6 separate regions of the Mus musculus genome follow, and all the other regions are linked to region 4. The links are chromatin contacts, called in public HiChIP or PLAC-seq and promoter capture Hi-C maps. All regions are on one chromosome and are shown on one strand. The core of a region is the stretch at or near the end of the contact, and the rest is flanking DNA. Distances in the headings are between cores, read along the strand shown. Region 1 holds the start of Asb6 (ankyrin repeat and SOCS box-containing 6). Region 2 holds the start of Pomt1 (protein-O-mannosyltransferase 1). Region 3 holds the start of Uck1 (uridine-cytidine kinase 1). Region 4 holds the start of Fubp3 (far upstream element (FUSE) binding protein 3). Region 5 holds the start of Ciz1 (CDKN1A interacting zinc finger protein 1). Region 6 holds the start of Prrc2b (proline-rich coiled-coil 2B).

Evidence for each region. Promoter capture Hi-C pulls out the DNA fragments that hold promoters and counts their contacts. HiChIP or PLAC-seq counts read pairs in DNA pulled down with a chosen protein or histone mark.
Region 1: a promoter capture Hi-C map of liver shows a contact between it and region 4, with 3 times the contacts expected there. The contact joins the promoter of Asb6 here to the promoter of Fubp3 in region 4. A contact is called at or near these places in 3 of 39 promoter capture datasets (the SN4741 cell line and liver).
Region 2: a promoter capture Hi-C map of liver shows a contact between it and region 4, with 2.8 times the contacts expected there. The contact joins the promoter of Pomt1 here to the promoter of Fubp3 in region 4. A contact is called at or near these places in 3 of 39 promoter capture datasets (cranial neural crest and liver) and 1 of 9 other capture datasets (adipose tissue).
Region 3: an H3K4me3 HiChIP or PLAC-seq map of fetal liver shows a contact between it and region 4, with 3 times the contacts expected there. The contact joins the promoter of Uck1 here to the promoter of Fubp3 in region 4. A contact is called at or near these places in 2 of 39 promoter capture datasets (liver and stem cell-derived epiblast-like cells), 1 of 115 datasets of contacts at active chromatin or transcription factors (fetal liver) and 1 of 9 other capture datasets (adipose tissue).
Region 5: a contact with region 4 is called in a promoter capture Hi-C map of liver, with 4 times the contacts expected there. The contact joins the promoter of Ciz1 here to the promoter of Fubp3 in region 4. A contact is called at or near these places in 2 of 39 promoter capture datasets (both in liver) and 1 of 484 Hi-C or Micro-C datasets (muscle stem cells).
Region 6: a contact with region 4 is called in an H3K27ac HiChIP or PLAC-seq map of embryonic stem cells, with 5 times the contacts expected there. The contact joins the promoter of Prrc2b here to the promoter of Fubp3 in region 4. A contact is called at or near these places in 1 of 39 promoter capture datasets (liver), 1 of 484 Hi-C or Micro-C datasets (embryonic stem cells) and 3 of 115 datasets of contacts at active chromatin or transcription factors (embryonic stem cells and pancreatic cancer cells).

The regions. Positions count from the first base shown.
Region 1 is chr2:30,826,930-30,829,744 of GRCm38.p6, forward strand. Asb6 (ankyrin repeat and SOCS box-containing 6) reads right to left here and starts at 1,371. Exons shown (of 6, transcript NM_133346.2): 1 at 1,145-1,371; 2 at 1-169. The coding sequence starts at 1,257.
Region 2 is chr2:32,235,103-32,238,095 of GRCm38.p6, forward strand. Pomt1 (protein-O-mannosyltransferase 1) reads left to right here and starts at 1,538. Exons shown (of 20, transcript NM_145145.2): 1 at 1,538-1,639; 2 at 2,258-2,409. The coding sequence starts at 1,604.
Region 3 is chr2:32,258,559-32,261,562 of GRCm38.p6, forward strand. It overlaps Uck1 (uridine-cytidine kinase 1), which reads right to left and starts at 1,547. Exons shown (of 7, transcript NM_011675.2): 1 at 1,351-1,547; 2 at 1,022-1,181; 3 at 13-109. The coding sequence starts at 1,476.
Region 4 is chr2:31,571,220-31,574,016 of GRCm38.p6, forward strand. Fubp3 (far upstream element (FUSE) binding protein 3) reads left to right here and starts at 1,432. Exons shown (of 18, transcript NM_001033389.4): 1 at 1,432-1,734. The coding sequence starts at 1,651.
Region 5 is chr2:32,361,728-32,364,731 of GRCm38.p6, forward strand. Ciz1 (CDKN1A interacting zinc finger protein 1) reads left to right here and starts at 1,471. Exons shown (of 17, transcript NM_028412.2): 1 at 1,471-1,571; 2 at 2,078-2,252; 3 at 2,492-2,607. The coding sequence starts at 2,083.
Region 6 is chr2:32,149,310-32,152,441 of GRCm38.p6, forward strand. It overlaps Prrc2b (proline-rich coiled-coil 2B), which reads left to right and starts at 1,839. Exons shown (of 32, transcript NM_001159634.1): 1 at 1,839-1,982.

The DNA of each region.
Region 1 (2,815 bases), core at 121-2,620, 740 kb before region 4:
ATTGAGGTTGGCCCCACTCTGCAGAAGGACAGCAGCTGCCCGGGTCAGGCCCAGCTCAGCCATCTTCAGCAACGCATTGCTCACGCCTTCCTGGTAGAATGGAGAGTGAGCCTTCTGCTCCAGCAGCTCCGTGAGGACCAGGATCCGGCTCTCCTCGCTGGAAGCAGAACTGTGCACCAAGAGGCAGAACAGAGAAAGTGGGAACTCACGGGGGCCAGTGGCCCTAGCCTGTGTGCCCTTTCACAAGCATCCACACAAGCTGCGCATGCTCTGTGGGGCACAACTCTTTCTTGGTCAAAAGCATTAAGTGATTTCAAAGCCATCCTTCAGCATGCTGTCAAAGTGCTGGCTCTGCCCCATCTTCTCTCACACCACCTTGAGGGTAGCCCTAAAGCTCTCACCCTTCCTAGACAAAACTACCTACTAAGTGCATCTTGGGCCTGGACGCTGTTCCATATGTTACCCCAGCTCTGACAACGGCCCAAACACCACCTTCAGAGTCACCTGGCCACGACGCGCCTTACTTGCTCTTCGCCCTAATCTCACCCACCAGACCTCTTGCAACAGGTGGGCCCTAAGATCTGACCAACGCCCGGACACAAAACGCTTATCTGGGGCAGCCCTCCTAAATATGCTGGGCTCCGCCAAAGGAGGGCAGTAGCGCCTTGTTGTGCAGCCCTGCGGCCCCGCCTCCGAGTTCTTAAAAACGCCTGGCACTGCATTTACAGAGTAGGCCGCAGAGGAAAGGGCTGATGTGGTTTAGAAAAGACATCCTTGGTGAGACTGCTAGCTCCTCTGCCCCACCCTACTCTGCATCTCAGACCGCGATGCCGGTCTGGGTGCTCGCTTGTCTCTGTAGCACAAGCACTCCGAAGGCGTAGCGCTCCGAGTACCCAAGGAGGTCTGCACAGGGCACACGGACCACACCGGCTTGCTTCCCCAGAGGCTCTCGGAGAGGCCTGCTGTCTGCCGAAAGTCCGGTCGGCCCCAGCCAGGACGTCTCCAGCATCCATGCACAGGCAGCAGAGGCCCGGGTCTTCTGCCCTACAAGACACTCCGAGCCCGCCTCAGGCTGGAGCTCGAGCTCGCGGCCACGCAGCTCCCACTCCCGCTGCGACAACCACAGAGGACCGCAGCGACTTACTCATCCAGGGGCTCCTGCCGCTCCAGATCCTGGATGCCCAGGGCGCCAAGGATGGCGTCCACTAGGGGCTGGTACTCAAAGATGATCCTGCGGAAGCCGTGCAAGAACGGCATGGCGTCGGCCGCGTGTTCCGACACCCACAGGCCACCACCTCCCGATCTACCGGTTCAGACCCCGCGCCGGTGAGCAATCCTCCCAGGCCCCAGTTCCGCACCGGAAGTTATCCTACCACTCCTACTTCCGGTCCGTGCGGGCCTTTGAGGGAGCATGTGAGTCACACTGCCCCCTGCCGCCGGGGAGGACCTCGCGGCGATCATCACTGTCCGGCTCCGCCCCGCACTGAAATTCCCCGCGAGGCCGCTGAAGGGCGTCTGAGCTCCGACGGGGCATGCGGCCCCGCTACTGACTGGCTCCAATCCGAGGTGACACAGGCCCTATTCGGAGCCTGAACACTACTTTCTGCAGCCTACTTGACTTTGGCCACTCTCTAAGGAAAGGCTGCAACCACCTCAGTTTCTCCACTGTGTAGACCAAGTGGCGTAATGAGGATCTTGCACCCCAACTCTTCCCCACAGACGCTGGGGGCAGTTCCTTATTCTCTGTCCCTTGACGCCTAGCCAAACAGGCTGCCCACTTTTCCCACTTTTCACTGGAGGGACTCTGTGAACCTTCATGTCCTGATCTGGAAAATTGGCATAATATCACTTGCCTAGACCCTGAGCAGGAGGAAGCTTTGACATAGCAGAAAGGACTGTACCAGGTAGCGTCCCCCTACGCAAATTTGAGTGGCTGCAACTTTGAGTCCTGCGGCAAGGCCCTGATGACTCTAAAAAGGTCAGTTATGGGGAGGTGTCAATGGTCCTGAGGCTGCACCATCATAGGTGTAGCTCCAATCCCTTATGGGGGCTTGTGTTCTCTCTGCTTGGCACCTGCCATCTGCCATAGAGTTACTGGCTTGGAACAAAATTTCTTCTTTGTTTTAACCAAGAGCCTTCCTGCCTCCACTTCTCAAGTGTTGGGATGCTAGGCTTGGTTCCAGGATAGCCCAGGACACCAAACCCAGTGGCCAAGGATCTTACACAGAATGGGTACACAGCTCCTCTCATGACCTATTTCAGCTCTATGGGACTCTGCACCCAACAGAGTAAACACCAGGTTGGTCATTGTTTATTGGGTTGTTAAGGGAATAATGGGGAAAAAATCTGTACAGGGGCTGGAGAGATGGCTCAGCAATTAGGAATACTGGCTGCTCTTGCAAAGGACCTAGGTTCTGTTCTTAGCCTGCCAGGACTACATAGTGAGGCTCTATCTCCAAGAGGGGGGAGGAGTCGGGTGGAGGGTGGCAGGTTACTGGAGAGATCTTGATCAGCCCAGGTTCAGCTCCCAACACCCTCATAGTGGCTCACAGCCACCCATAACTCTAGGCCAAGGGGATCTGGTGCCCTCTTCTGGACGCTGTGGGCACAGGCACAAAAGTGATGCACATATGGCCATGCAAGCAAAACATCCCTATTCATGGGGAAAAAAAAAAAAAAGTTCCCCTTTGGGCCTGGGAGTTGGCTCACCGAGCAGAATGCCTCGAGTTCCATACCCAGCACCATGAAGACTGGACATCGTGGCTTCCTGCTTTGGGTCTGTGCCTTTGTCCAGGTCACTTCTCCTTTCCTCAGT
Region 2 (2,993 bases), core at 288-2,787, 660 kb after region 4:
ACAAGTGGAGGACTGCACTGTACTTCTGTGGAAGAAAAAATTAGATCTGGGGCAGGAAAGGTCAGGGGGATTCATATAGATAGGTTCAGGCTCAGTCATCACTGAGGCCTGGAACCTAGGTACAGGGCTGTCGGGACATTTTATTTATCAAATGTCATTTGTTAACACTAGTGAAGGGTGGTGTGGATTCAGAAGTCACTGGTGAGCATACAGTTGTAGGCCAGCCAGCATTACAAAAAAAAAAACAAAGTGCCAAAGGCAGTGCATGAGAAATCCCAGTCCCCCAGGCATAAGCCTCTTGCTACAGAACAGGCAAGGGTCTGGGTAGTAGCATCCACTAGCTTTTAAAGCCACATACATACCTCAGGTTTCCAGCAAGCAACACAATTTCCTCCTGAAGCTGAGTGCCCACGAGCTGTCCTGAAGCACCAGCATGACTTACATGATCAGACTAAACTTGGAACCCAAAGAGCTCGCTCTCCAATCTTCTGGCGCCCTTTCTTTGCAGGAACTTGGGTAGACTATGCTTAAACGATGAACAAACAATTCCGTGCACTCTTGACTAATGTATTTTATATGTATCTGTGGTAACTTGACTGCCTGGTGCCAGATTCTCTGGAATTGCGGTTCCAGATGATTCTGAGCTGTCATGTGGATGCTGGAAATGGAATCAAGGACCTCTTTTTTTGTTTTTGTTTGTTTTGTTTTCGAGACAGGGTTTCTCTGTATATCTGTAGACCAGGCTGGCCTCGAACTCAGAAATCCGCCTGCTCTACAGCGTGAGTTCCAGGACAGCCAGGGCTATACAGAGAAACCCTGTCTCGAAAAAAAAAAAGAAGAAGAAGAAGAAGAAAATCCCTAAGGACCTCTTTAAGAGCATCCAGTGCTCCTAACCACTGAGCGATCGCCCAGCCCCATTGCTACAATCTTAAACCGGATGTCACCCAATGCTAAGCTAACTTGTAAAAACTGAATTTTGGCAAAACATCTGGAGTCGGTTCGGGCTTGGCTTGCCATCTGAGCGTGATTGTAATACCCACCCACCTAAAAAGGCATGATTGTAATACCTGCGCTGGGGAAGCAAAGGCAGTAGTTCAAAGCCATCATCCTCTACATAGCGAGCCTGAGACCTTGGGGAGGAGGAGGGACAGACAGCTTGTAGGCATTCCAGTGTGGGAAGAGTTGAGAAAAAGCGATCCACCACTCACACAGCTCCAGGAGGTACAACGCACCCGAGGCTTCAAAGCTCTTACTCCTGCCCGTAAGCTAACGCGCTGCTTAACGAAACCGCTAAAGTAGACGCGAGGCCCGAAACGGAGAGCTCCGAGCACGTGAACAGCTTGTGGAAACACACTGTGCTTTATTAAAAAGGGGAAAGGGAGCCCTAAGGATAGGACAGTCAGTATGCCCAACTTTGATGGCCGGTGAGCACGCCGCGCATGCGCGCCACTACCTCGCGCTCCGGCTGCGCACGCGCGTCTCAGAGTCTGTCGGCCGCGTAGACACAACTAGTTGAGCGTCGATCCGTGGCCGCTGCAGAGTAATCGAGCGGCCTCGCCCCCAACGGTCGATCCTGCCTGGCGGTTCGCAGGCCTGGCTCCACATGGGGAGCCACTCTACGGGACTCGAAGAAACGCTCGTAGGTTTTGGAGTGCCAGATTTGAGAGCCCTCCTGGGGTCTGGGATCCGGCTTAGGGGCGGCGCGCTAGGGACGGTGGATGTTCGGATCCTGGCTGAGCAAGTCGTTTCCAGGGCGGCCTCTTGTAAAAGCCAGAGTGGGAAGAACTGTAGAGAAAGAACGGGCTCGGGGCACAAGCAACTCTAGGAGGAGAGGAATGCCTCCAGAAGAGGGAAAAGTCCATCCAGGTCACTGGGCTATGACAGTGCCCAGAGCTCCTCAGGGTCTTAGTTTTCAACCACATTGGGAAGGGACAGGAGAGGCCACTTCATTCATTAGCAGCCTTGTTCCTAGCAAGTGCCCAGCAGGTGTTTTTGGAATGACTTGTAGAAATGAGTATCCAGTTCTGAGATTCCTGAATTCACCCCTCAGATGTTTTTATGTATACCCTGTGCTTGAACACAACTGTAATTCTCCAACAGGTATGTTCTGGAAGAGTCCTTCTGGTTCTATTAACCCAACCCGCTATGCTGTAAATTCATCGTGACGCCAGGCGGCTTTAGGACCCTGTGGCCTCGTTTGTGCCTTCCCGGGCTGCTGTCCGTTTACTTTAATGGTAGTTCTTTCCCTCTTTTCCAGGGAGTCCTCCCGAGCTGGCTTTTCTGCAAAATGTTAAGATTTTTGAAACGGCCTCTAGTGGTGACTGTTGACATCAATTTGAACTTGGTAGCTCTGACTGGCCTGGGACTACTTACCCGACTATGGCAACTCTCCTACCCTCGGGCTGTGGTGTAAGTAGAGATCGGGGAGGAGAGTCAATGATCCAAGAGTCATTGTAATTAGTGACAGGAATCACCTTGCCGTACAGTGCAAAAGAGAGACATTCTGGGTTTCTTGGATCTCTTGGTGATGGATGTTTTAGCAGTGTATTGCTCAGGGTTCTCTAGAGTAACAACTTAAGAAGAACACTATGTTTGCATGTGTGTATATGTAAATAAATATAATATAGTATACATATATACATATGATTTATTGGAATGACGACTTACTGGCTGCAGTCCAGCTAATCCAACAATCGCTGACTGTGAATGGAAAAGTCCAGGACTCCAGTAGTTTTCTGCTCAGTCCACATGGCTGGGTGTCTCAGCTGGTCTTCAGTATACTCTGGCTTCCCAAAGAAGTGGGCTCTAGTGCCAAGGAAGGAATGGTCTTGCTAGCAAGGCGAGGGCAAGCAGGCTCAGAGGAAAACTTCCTACTTCTGTGTCTTTAAATAGATTTTCAGCAGGTGTGGTGCAAATTAAAGGTGTGTCTTCCCACCTCAAAATCTGGATTAAACTAGTGTTCCTTCCTGCCTTAAAGGTCCAGACGAGAAGTG
Region 3 (3,004 bases), core at 297-2,796, 690 kb after region 4:
CCACCTGCTTACCTTGAGTGGGTCACAAAATCATAGGTAGGGACCTCGACAGTTTTGCCTTCAACAATGTTTTTCAGGGTCTTGTGCATCAGATCATTATCAAAAGCATCTACAAAAACAGGAGAAGCCCAAACTGCCCATTTGCTCTGGTGCAGCAGAGGAGGAGGACCACCTCTGCCCAAGGGCAGCGCAGCTGGGAGCCAGGGGTGCTGAGGACCCCACAGCACACCCCAGGATGAAGGGTAAGGTTGTCCCACCAGAAACTGGAACAAAGACTTTCTGATTGGCTGACACTGGGGGAAAGAGATCATTTGAGCCTCTGCTCCTCTGTATCTGGCAAAACAAAGTTAAGAGTCCTATTCTCTGACCTTCAGGAGTCCCTAGGAAAGCTTAAACCTTCAGGAACACAGGCCCCTACCAGGCCAGGAAGCTCCAAGGCCTGAGCCCCAGATTAACCTCTGTTTCTACAACTGGCCTCCCTGAAGACTGACTGCCCCGAGACAGCTTGGGGAATCCAAAGGTCAGGCAGGCGGTAGGTAGGGTGTACAAAGGGCTCCTCAGCAACAAGGTGCCAGGCAGAGATTTCAACACATCAAGAAGCGATCCTCAACATCTCCTGGCTCCTCCTTCCTAAGTGGCTCTAGCAAAAATCTTGAGTCACTCCAGGCTCATGGAATTCAGCAAACCCTACCTTTCTGTGGGCCCACTACCAAGGGAAATGAGGGTAATGTTTCACGGAGCCCCATTGCTGCTGCATTCAATCCCCGCCCCCCTTGGCAGTTGGTGTCCAGCAGTTCTCTCTGGACAGCCTCAGTCTGGCACTTTGCATCCTATGTACACATCCCTGGACAGCCTCGGTGGCAGTCTGCATCCAACAAACATCTCCTACAGCCCTGGTCCAGCAGTCTGCATCCATACACATCTCTGTATCTGTCTGGCAGTCTGCAATCTCTGTAGAGCCCATATCTCACAGCAGTTTATCCTCTACCCCCAGCTCTCCAGGCAGACATTCTCCAGGTACCTGGGTGGTCAAAATTGTACTGTCCCTTCAAAGCCTTGGCCTTCTGCTCGGCCGTCAGAACCTTGTAGAAGCAGTCCTGGCTCAGGATGACCAACTTGCGCTGCCGGCGGTCCACTTCGTTCTGTCCCAGCAGCTCCATGATCTTCTCACACACTGTTGACTGGGGACAGAAGGTGCCAAAAGTGAGCTTGTGCACTGAGTGACCCGCCAGCCCCTGGGGACGACCCCCTTAGCTGCTAGCAACAGGTGCCGCGGTTGGGCCAGAGGCAATGGCGCCCCAACCAGCGGCCTGGCAATCCCTCCGCGAGGCCCAGGCGCAGGGCGCTCACCTTGCCACTAGCGGTGCCGCCGCTCACGCCGATGAGGAACGGCCGCGGCTGGGGACGATCGGCCTCGGGCGCGGCGCTCTCCGAGCCGCCGCCTCCCGCCGAAGCCATATCCGGAGCGACGGACATACATTCACCGACTCTGCCCGCTCCCGCCTGGACGTAGTGACGGATGCTGTGCGCATCGCTTCCGGGGACATGAGCGCATGCGCGCATGAGGCGCGGCACTCAAGGCCGTGTCCCTGAAGAGCCTCAGTGACTCCAGAATGACCCCTTTACCTGGAGGCGGGGCCTGGATGGGGCTCCACCTCCCGACGAGACGCACACTCAAGTGCTGGACTAGACCAAGGTCTCCAGCCCACTGACCCCTATTTCCCTAGCACAGCCGAGATCCTGTCACCCACAGGGTTAGGACCGTCCCTGCCTTATGCTTAACCCCATCAGTGCCTCCTGCCACGTGAGAACGTGTCATCCTGAGACACTTAGGAAGACCTCCCTCTCCCTGGCGCATTATTTAAGTATCTATGAATCTGTTAAAATCTCTTGATTTTTAGACAGATTCTTACCGCATAGCCCTTGCTGTCTGGTACTCTGAAGCCCAGGCTGGCCCCAAACATTCTCCTGCCTCAGCCTTCTGAGGGTGGGAGTAACAAGCATGTACCACCATGCCTGGCTTTTTAAAAAAAGGAAATATTTATAATAATTTTATTTATATGTGCTTGTGTGTGTGTTATGGGTCTGTGCACATGACTGAAGTGCCTGGGGAGTGTCAGATCCCCATAAGGCTGTAGTTACAGGCAGTTGTGAGCTGCCCATTTTAAATGCTGGGAACTGAACTCTGGTCCTATGCAAGAGCAGTACACTTTTTTTTTTTTCCACTTTACTTTATATGTATGGCTGTTTTACGTGCCCGTGTTTTTGTACCACATGCTTGGAGTTCCCACAGCGACCAGAAGAGGGAGTCGGTTCCCTCTGGTAGTGAACTTTCTAACAGTTAAAAGCTACCAGTAGGTACTGGGAATTGAAACTAGGCTTCTGGAAGAGCAGTCACTCCAACTCTCACTCCAACTCCAACAACCTGGCTTTTAAATTCTGTTGTTGTTGTTGTTGTTGTTTTGCTTTCTTTATGACAAATGTCTCATTGCGTAGCCCAAGCTGGCCTAGAACTTGCAAAGGAGATACGAATGGCTCTGAACTCACAGTGAGAGACCTCCTGCTTCTGCCTCCTGAGTACTAAGAATAAAGGCGTGCGCCATCATGCCTGGTCTTCAATTCTTCCTGTGAGCATTGATTGCTCCTGACGTTCATTTGCTATGAATACTTAGGGGGTTGAGAAATGGGGTGGAGCACTTACCTGGACGCTGCTGGACTCTCCAGTCTTGCTGCCTGCCTCGAGCAGAGGTGCTGCCAGTCCACCAGCCCAACTGCTTTTATGTCAGCACAGACTTGAAGCACTTGGTTGAGGCCTTAAGACAACCATGGAGTGGCCAGAGCTCCTGAAAGACCCAGCCTCATCCAGGCCTGTTTTAATTTGTACCAGACTTTTCTATCATAAGTCTCTAGATGGCCTGGGCCAGAGTGGGAGCCTGGAAGGAAAGACTGAGAGAAAAGGATTGCTCGTTTTGAAGGAACAGCTTCAGACAGGCTTGTGAGAGTC
Region 4 (2,797 bases), core at 182-2,681:
GGCAGCAACATTTCTGCACTCACTGTCTAAGATGCTTCCCCTGTCCTCATTGGACAAAATTCTTTACGTATTCATTGAACAGATACCAAGCGCCAACCAAATCAACAGGGGGTTTGTAATAAGTGTTAGATAAAGAGACCCTGGATAGAAGAACATCCCATTTCTACTCATCAGGGCCAGCCAGTTGGGAGTATGGAAGAGTGGACAGTGTTTCCTCAGAGGTTGGTAGGACAAACGTCAAGTAGGGCCAAGTCTGTCCTGAAGATTGAAACTCTGTGTTTGCTAAACTCAAGCATAGATGAAGTGAAAACTCTCCACCATCCAGAGTGCCAGCTTGGTCTCCCCTACGGGTTTGGAAATGATCTGTCTAAAGTGATCAACCTGTGCAGTTTGGCCAGCTTCTTTGATTTTGCCATAATCTAGGAATCATTCAGAGTCAGCGATATTCAACTTAGAATTAGTTTCCTAAGCATCTGCTATGTGCCAAACTCTAGGAATCCAAGAAAAAAAAAAAACGAGAGCCTCAGGGTTGATGAGGTGGCTCCGCGGTGTGGGTGTTTGCTGCCAGACCTGATAACCTGTTTGATTCCCGGGACCCATATGGTGGAAGTATATAACCAACTCTAGGGAGTTGTCCTCTGACTTTCACATGTATGTGGTGACACATTCTACACGCACACACTGAAACGAAGAATGGAAGGAAAGAATAGTAAATTGAGTTTCAAGTAGCTAGCTGCGGGTGACCTAGAACATGACCTTGAACTCCTGAACTTCCGTACAAACCCACTGCCCATACATATTGGCACAGTGGGGTGTAACTTTTTGTTCTGACGGAGGCAGGGGGTTCTGAAGTGAGACTCCCCCCTTTTCCTTCCCCTCAAGCATTCAAACATTCCTAAAGATCTCTTGCCTCAGCAGGCCCGGAAGCAATGATGGTCCCACGGTATTTCCTGTTACCCGGGTGAAAGAATGTGAAAGAGGACACCAGGCTTCTTTTGAGCAGTGTCATCAAACCGATCCTTGGCAAACTGATGGCCCATTCTGGAGCCTGGGACTCCCTGCAGCAAAGGCGGAGCCCTGCCGTACTAAGGGTCCTAGTACCAAGTAAGGTGCTCAATCTCAGTCAATGCAGCACACCACGACCCCACTTCGAGAGGGAGGGGGCTGCCAGTGCACCTCGACGGCTTGGGTAAGGTGTTGGAAGAGCCAAGTCCAAGTTTCTCCTCCGTCAGGTGGCAAAACCACACAGCGGGGGACTATAAGGCCGCACCTGCGCCGCGGTGGCGGTCCCACGCTTGCTAAAGGCCTGGGGCCCACGCCTTTGGAGGGCGGGGTCGCAACCTGGTCTTTTTGACGGACATCTGCCTGTGCCCAGGGCAGGCCCCCCTCGCGCCACGGCCACGCCCCCACTTCCGGCCGGACAGCGGTCACGTGCTTTGAGACCCCGCCTCACAGACGCTGCTTTCCCCCAACCTATCTCTCTCTCTCTCTCTCTCTCTCTCTCTGTCTCCCTCTGAGCTAGCAGTGCCTTCCCTTCGCTTCCCTTCCGCCGGAAGTGGGGCGACTTTCCCTTTCCGGCTACGGGTCCCGGAGCGGAGTGGGAGGCCGGACCGGGGGAGCCGAGCGACGGCGGTGGCGGTGGGCTTGGCTATGGCGGAGCTGGTGCAGGGGCAGAGCGCTCCGGTGGGCATGAAGGCTGAGGGCTTTGTGGATGCCCTGCACCGGGTCCGGCAGGTACGGGCGCGGGAGGCCGGGGGCGGGAGGCCGCTGCGCCGACGCCTCCGGTGGGCGCCTAGGGCCGCGAGTCGCGGGAGGCCCGGGCGGTTCCCTCGGGAGCTCCGGGGCCAGAGGAAGCTTTTGCCAAGCGCTCCTGGCGCCCGCGCGCCCGACTGCACCCAGCGGCCTGCTCTCCATGATTCAGATCCCAGCAGGTCCTGGTTGTAGACCCCAGGCATCCATCTCACGCCCTGGACGTGGCTTCTGCAGCTTTGGGAAACCTCGCCTTCCACTTAATGCATTTCAAGCATATTGGAAGAAATTCGAGGATATTTTATATTTGAAATTCTCTATTTTGCAGAGAGAAGGGGAGGTGTTAAGTGGGTGGTCCTCGAGAGTTCCTTCTGGCGATTAGTCTTAACTCTACTGGGAAGAGTGTGGGATGGACTCGTTCGGACCGTGAAACTACCATCTGGCAATATTGTGCGTTTTGTCAGTGAAACTGGCTTTTTAGAGGACTTAGGCTTCTCTGAATGAATATGGGACCTCTCTGGCTCCTGGCATGGTGCCTAGTACAAAATTGTCCTTGTATTTTGCCTGAAACTTAGTGACAAGTTACCCCGACGCTCAAACTTTCCTCTATCCAGTGATGTTTATCTTCTCTGACTTTGTCAACTCTCTGGTTCTTTGAAAGTCGGGCTGTGTAACTAATGACGGTTTGGTTCCTAGTAGAATACCTGCCACAGGACTCATTGTTGGGAGAGTTTGACCGGTCACGTGAAAATGGGGTCTTTTCATCACTTTCCAGTAGTCCTTCGAGGAAACCCTACCTGTCTCCCCTATACTTTGCATATTAATACTGATGGTTCTGTAGACATTGTTTTATAACCTACCACAAATGTTGGACTCACCCAAAAGTTTCTCTGGTGGGTTGTTACTGCCTAGTTGGAGCAGTGAGTATCCAATAGTGTGATGATACTTCAGTTACTCCATGATTGTAATGGATGACCTTGCGCCCAGCTCCGCATCCACCGCTCTGCTCATGGGCATGGTTTTCCTTTGCTGGACAAGACCCTGAACC
Region 5 (3,004 bases), core at 221-2,720, 790 kb after region 4:
CTCAGTCTACACTGGGCGCGAAGTGGGGGGATGAACAAGATAAAAGAATTGCCAAGACCAGTGGGGCTAAGGGGTGTCCGCAGTGGCAGGACCTTTTTAGGGGCAGGTAAGAGCCATTAAAGAAAGTAACTGTGTCAGACGTGGTGGCAGAAGCCAGCGGGTTTCTGTGAATTCGAGGCCAGTCTGGTCTATAGTGAGTTTCCATATGTAGCCATTGCTACACAACACAATGAAACGGAAAAGGAAATCAGAGGCTTGGGAACTTGTTAAGTGGTTAACGTTTGTTCTTCTTCCAAAGGACCCAGGTTCAGCTCCCAGCACTCCCACAGGTGGCTCACAACCATCCACAAACTTCTTCCTAGGGGATCAGATGCCCTCTTTAGACCTCTGCAAGCACTAGGCACATACAAAGTACACACACATACATGCAGGCAAAACATTCATACACCTGAAATAAGAATACATATTTAAAAGACGGGGGTGAGAGGCGGGCGTGGTGGCGCACGCCTTTAATCCCAGCACTCGGGAGGCAGAGGCAGACGGATTTCTGAGTTCGAGGCCAGCCTGGTCTACAAAGTGAGTGCCAGGACAGCCAGGGCTATACAGAGAAACCCTGCCTCAAAAAACCAAAAACCAAAAAAAAAAAAAAAAAAACCAAAAAAAAAAAAAACCAAAAAAAAACAAAAAACAAAAAAAAACAAAAACAAAAAAACAAAAAACGGGGATGAGGAGAGATAGCTCAGTGGTTAAGAGCACTTGTTCTTGCAGAGGAGCTGGGTTCGATTCCTAGCACTCACAAGACAATTCACAAATGTTTCTAACTCTAGTTCCAGGATGTACAAGATATACACGATATACAGATACACATACGTTCAAAACACTCATACACATAAACTAAATCTTTTTTAAAAAAATGTAAAAAACAAAACTATTTTTTTAAAGCTGAATTCACCACACATACGCGCGCCCGCTTGCTCTTGTCCCAGCCCCACGCGGGCTCGGGATCTGGGGACAGTGGTGGCATTGGGGAGGTCAGTTGGGATCTGACCGACTGTCGGTCCCCTTTGCCCCTGCCAGATAAACAGACGGCCGTGGGAACTCAGAATCGCCCCTTCCCGATGCTGGGATCTGGGGACAGGAGCCTACGCTGCCCGGCGCCTCATAGCACCTGGGAGCCACCGCGGCTCTAGCGATTGCAGATTGGTCGCGGTCCCCGCGACGTGACCTGCGCGCGAGGCTTGTTCGCCCGCCGCGGCGTCCGCGCTGAGGCCTCCGCACCTCCAGAGGGCGCTCTGCGCGGGAGTGGCCAGCCGCTGGGCCTTCGGAGTGTCCCGGTCCGGTCACCGTCCCGAGCAGCCCGGGAGCTCCGGAGCCCGCCTTACGAGTCAGCTCGTGGCTTTCACGGTTTCGGTTTTCGTGGATTGCCGGGAGGTGAGGGGGAGCCAGTGTGGTGCCCGCCCCGGAAGCGACAGTGGAGGAGGGTTGGGCACCCCGGGAAGGGTGGACCGCAGGGATAGCGGCTACTTGCAGAGAGCCTACGGGCTTTGTGGACAGGCGAGGCCACAGGATTAGTTAAGTGGCGTTGGCTATATCTGCGAGGGAAGGGAGTGGAGGGATGAGGGACAACGGAGCGGGGTGGGGGTGTGCTGCGGCGGACGGAAGCGTTTCCCATCCAGGGTTCATGGATTTAAGTGACACAATTTAGGGAGAGGACAGCGGAATCCAAAACAGGGAAGTGTGCACGGGAAGCACCAGGAAGTGTAGAGTGACTGACAGGCAGGAGATGGGAGTGGAAAGGTGTGCTCCGATTAGAAGGTTGGACCGCCAGAGTTGAAGAGATGGGAGGGAAGATAAAGAACTGAAGGCGTGTCTGTGTGTGTATCCTGTTCTGGCAGCTGACCGGAAGAACTGGAAGCCCCGAAGCCCCGGGTATAAATGCAGCGTGCTCTTGGCGTGGGTGGGACTGTGTAGCGGTGAAGCTTAGCAGGCGTTATGCTGGGGTGGGTGTTTTGGGAGGGGAGAGAAGCTGGATCATCCCAAAGTGGTGATCTGACCCTACCCACCATACCCCCTTCAGCCACCATGTTCAACCCGCAACTCCAGCAGCAGCAACAGTTGCAGCAGCAGCAGCAACAGTTGCAGCAGCAGCTCCAGCAGCAGCAGCTCCAGCAGCAGCAACAGCAGATACTGCAGCTCCAACAGCTGCTGCAACAGTCCCCACCACAGGCCTCCTTGTCCATTCCTGTCAGCCGGTGAGTTTTCCACTTCCAGGAGCAGTCTGAGGTCTGACGGCTCAGACCCACATTTTGGAGCCTGGCTCCCAGTAGTTATTTTTTCCCCAGGGGCATCCTTGTTTGAGTATTAAATGTCATCAGTTTCTACCTTGGAGGGGATCCTCCATCTGCCATTGAGATGGAGAGAATGGAGGTGAGAGACCTCCGGGTAGATGGCTTTCCCAGGACCCCTCTGACACCCTACTCCCATCACACAGGGGCCTCCCCCAGCAGTCATCCCCGCAACAGCTTCTGAGTCTCCAGGGCCTCCACTCGACCTCCCTGCTCAATGGCCCCATGCTGCAAAGAGCTTTGCTCCTACAGCAGTTGCAAGGTATGGCAGTTCCCCGTGGCCCTCAGCTTCTTCCTAACCCATTCATTCTTACCAACACTCACAGCGGCCCTAACAGCATCCTTATAGATGAAGATACCAGGCTCCCAGGAGATGAAGTCCACAGGCTACTCTGCTAAGTACAGGGTTACCGGGCTACGGTGCTGGCCGTTCCTGCCTCTGCTGATAAACCTAAGGGGAGGCACACCCGTAACCCCCCTCTACAAATGAGGATAGCAACCTGAGGCCCAGAAGAGGGACCATGTGCCCATAGTCACAACACAGGTAGAAGCTAATTAGACAGCCATCACTTGGTATCCCTACCAGGACCCCAGCGTGGACAGCCTTTCGGGGTGACTTTCAAAAGATGCGTGGATGATTCGAGAGAGAAAAAAATCCC
Region 6 (3,132 bases), core at 589-3,088, 580 kb after region 4:
CTGGGATTTAGTCTCTTCAGGAGAGTGCCTAAGATGGTCCCACACTTTTCTTCTGAGTAGCTGAACCCAGGGCCTCCTGCATTGAAGCGACAAAGTCTACAACTGAGTTACATCACCAACTATTTCTTTTTAATTAAGATTGATTGATTGATTGATTGATTTATTTATTTTACACCAGAACAGGGCAGACCCCATTACAGCTGGTTGTGAGCCACCATGTGGTTGCTGGGATTTGAACTCAGGACCTCTGGGAGAGCAGTCAGTGCTCTTAACCACTGAGGAGCCATCTCTCCAGCCATATATATGTTCTTGTTTCTTGAATGTTATTTTTAATTGCTAGGATATCTGGAATAGATAAGGAGAACCTAGCACTGCACAGTAACCTCGAAGGGAGCCAGTCTCTCTCCCAGGCCTTTTGTTCTGCATTCACACGAATACACACCCAAGTGGGGTGGTTTATGTCATGTTTTAAAAAGGGTGAAGTGGCCGGGCAGTGGTGGTGCAAGCCTTTAATTCCAGCACTTGGGAGACAGAGGCAGGCAGATTTCTGAGTTTGAGGGCAGCCTGGTCTACAGAGTGAGTTCCAGGACAGCCAGGGATACACAGAGAAACCCTGTCTTGAAAAACAAAACAAAATAAAACAACAACAAAAAAAGGTGAAGTGTCTATACGGTGCACTTGTTATGGAAGGGAGACCTTGCTGTGGAATGGTGCAACGAACCACTTCTGCCGTACCACTTCTGCCGTACCACTTCTGCCGTACCACTTCTGCGTGTTTCCTGCATGTATCTTGCCACTGGGATCCCCCTCTCCCTCCACACATTCTAACAGGTCAGGACTGTCAGGCTGTCAGGTTTGTCTGTCAAGAGGCTCTAGAGCTCTGGGGGTGGTGGGAGCAGGATCCAAGTTCAGTCCCTCTTCTGAGCCCCCCTCCCTCTCAGGTCTGCATCCCCTGCCTTTTAGGGTGCTGAGTCCTCCCCATTCTCCCCACCCTTTTGCATTCTCACCCCAGAGCTCTCCCTGGGGTCCCCTCCCAGTCTATGTCTGCTTCTTTCAAGAGCCCCTCCCCCACCCATGGAGGAGGCCTTCTCCATGGGTGGGGGTGGTCTTCAACCAGATCCACTCTCCGTTGAGATTCCTCTTCACCAGGAGCCTCTCTCCATGAAGACCCCTCTGATTTGGGACCCCATCTCCATCCATGTATCTTGCTACTGGGATCCCCCTCTCCCCCCAGTTCCTTTACTTTTTCTCCATTTGAGCCGTCCTCTCCATTGCAGCCTCTTTGCACCAGGGCTTCCTCCTTCTCCTGGTTCCTTTCCACCTAGGCCCCTTCTCCATCAAAGTCCCTCTCCACCAAGGCCTCTTCTCCATCAAGGTCCCTCTCCACCAAGGCCTCTTCTCCATCAAGGTCTCTCTCCACCTAGGCCCCTTCTCCATCAAGGTCCCTCTCCACCTAGGCCCCTTCTTCATCAAGGTCTTTCCATTTGGGCCCCTTCTCCACCTCGGCCTCCTCTCCACGTAAGCCCCTTGTCCATCAAGGTCCCTCTCCACCGCGTCCCCTCTCCAGCCGAGCCTCCTCTCCATCTAGGTCCCTCTCTTCCGCAGCCCCTCTGCACCGCGGCCCAGCTCGCTCCCCGCGCTCTCCCTCCTCCTCTCCCCCGCCCTCCCTCCCGGGACAGGGGCGACGCAGCAGGGGGCGCTGCGCGGGCCACCGTGCGGGCGGCGGGCGGGGGCGGCGCGGAGGCGGAGGCGGCGGCGGCGGGGGGCGGGGAGCCGAGCGCGGGCGGGAGGCGGCGGCGAGCCACAGCGCCGAGGCTCCAGCGAGCGCCGAGGAGCGGGAGGAGGAGGAGGAGGCAGAGGCAGGAGCGCAGAGCGCCGAGCCCCGCGCCGCCGCCGCGCAATCCGCCGCCATCCGCCGCCCCCGCGCCCGGCCGCCGCCCGACCGCCATCGCCCGGGCCCGTCGCGCGCGGACGCAGACCAGGTGGGCCGGGGCCGGGGCCAGGGCAGAGGCCGGGGTTGCGCTTTGTCTCCGCGGCGGTGCGCTGCGGCGGGCGCGGGGCTGCGGCCTGGGCGGCCTGCTCGGCGCTCCCCAGCTCGCCATTGTTGTGTCTTCGCGGCCAGGGCGGGAGGACGGCGGGCCGAGCGGGGCTGGGCAAGGCTCGGGGTCGGGATCGAGCCCGAGGGCTCTCCTGCGCCCGGGGACGGCGGCCTTGTCGGCCGGGGTGGGGGACGCGGGACCCCGAGGCCGCCCGGAACCGCAGGCCGAGCGCCGCCCCGGCTCGGGTGGGTTCGGCTGAGGGAAGCGGGGTGGTGTTTTCACGGCACCCGGAGCCGCTGCTAAAAATGTTTAATGATAAACAGGATGTCGCTGCTCGGGGCCTGCCAGATTGATTTTTTTGTTTGTTTCTTTTTCTTCGTCTACCTTTTAAGAGAGAAATGCAGACCTATTGAGATAGATGGTGGGCCTCTCTGGAGAGGATCTGCCTGCATAAAAGTGGACGCTGCTGCTTTCCTTTCTTCTTTGTAAATATCGTGGGGGGATGAAGCCCACTGTTAGGCAAGAATAGGTGTCGCCCCCCTTCCCCAGGCAATGGTGAGCTTGAAGGAAGTGGGAGAAGGGGGGCGCCGATGCTCTCCGGAGTGTGTCATTTGCTAAATGGCTGCCTGGGAGAAACCTTTATAAAGCTGTCTTTTGCAGGGTAGTTAAATTTCACCTACGTTTTTTCTTTCCTGGAAAGGTTAGCGTGTATTTCGGTGTGTTGTCTGTTTGCGTTGTATATCTCACTTGGGTTTTCTGTCCGTCTGTCTGAAGCCTCAGCGCCCTTTCTCAGCAGTACAACCGCAGGGGCTTGCTTTGTATCGTAATGTCTGCACCGTCGTGGTGCAAGCTGGGACCTGAGGGGTACAGGCTGTGGAGTGGGATGCTTGCTGCCACCGAGGGACTACTCAGCCTTCACAGGCAGAGAGGCATGACTTGGCAAGCCGTCGGTGCTCTGTAGTTACTCTGTGCTGTCAACCTAGGACAGAAGGCTGGCCACTTGTGGTGTCATCCATGCTGGGGCATGCCACAGGTGCTGGTTTGAAGTGGCAGCGTTGGAGAAGGGATTCAAAACATTGGGTGATGTAGGACT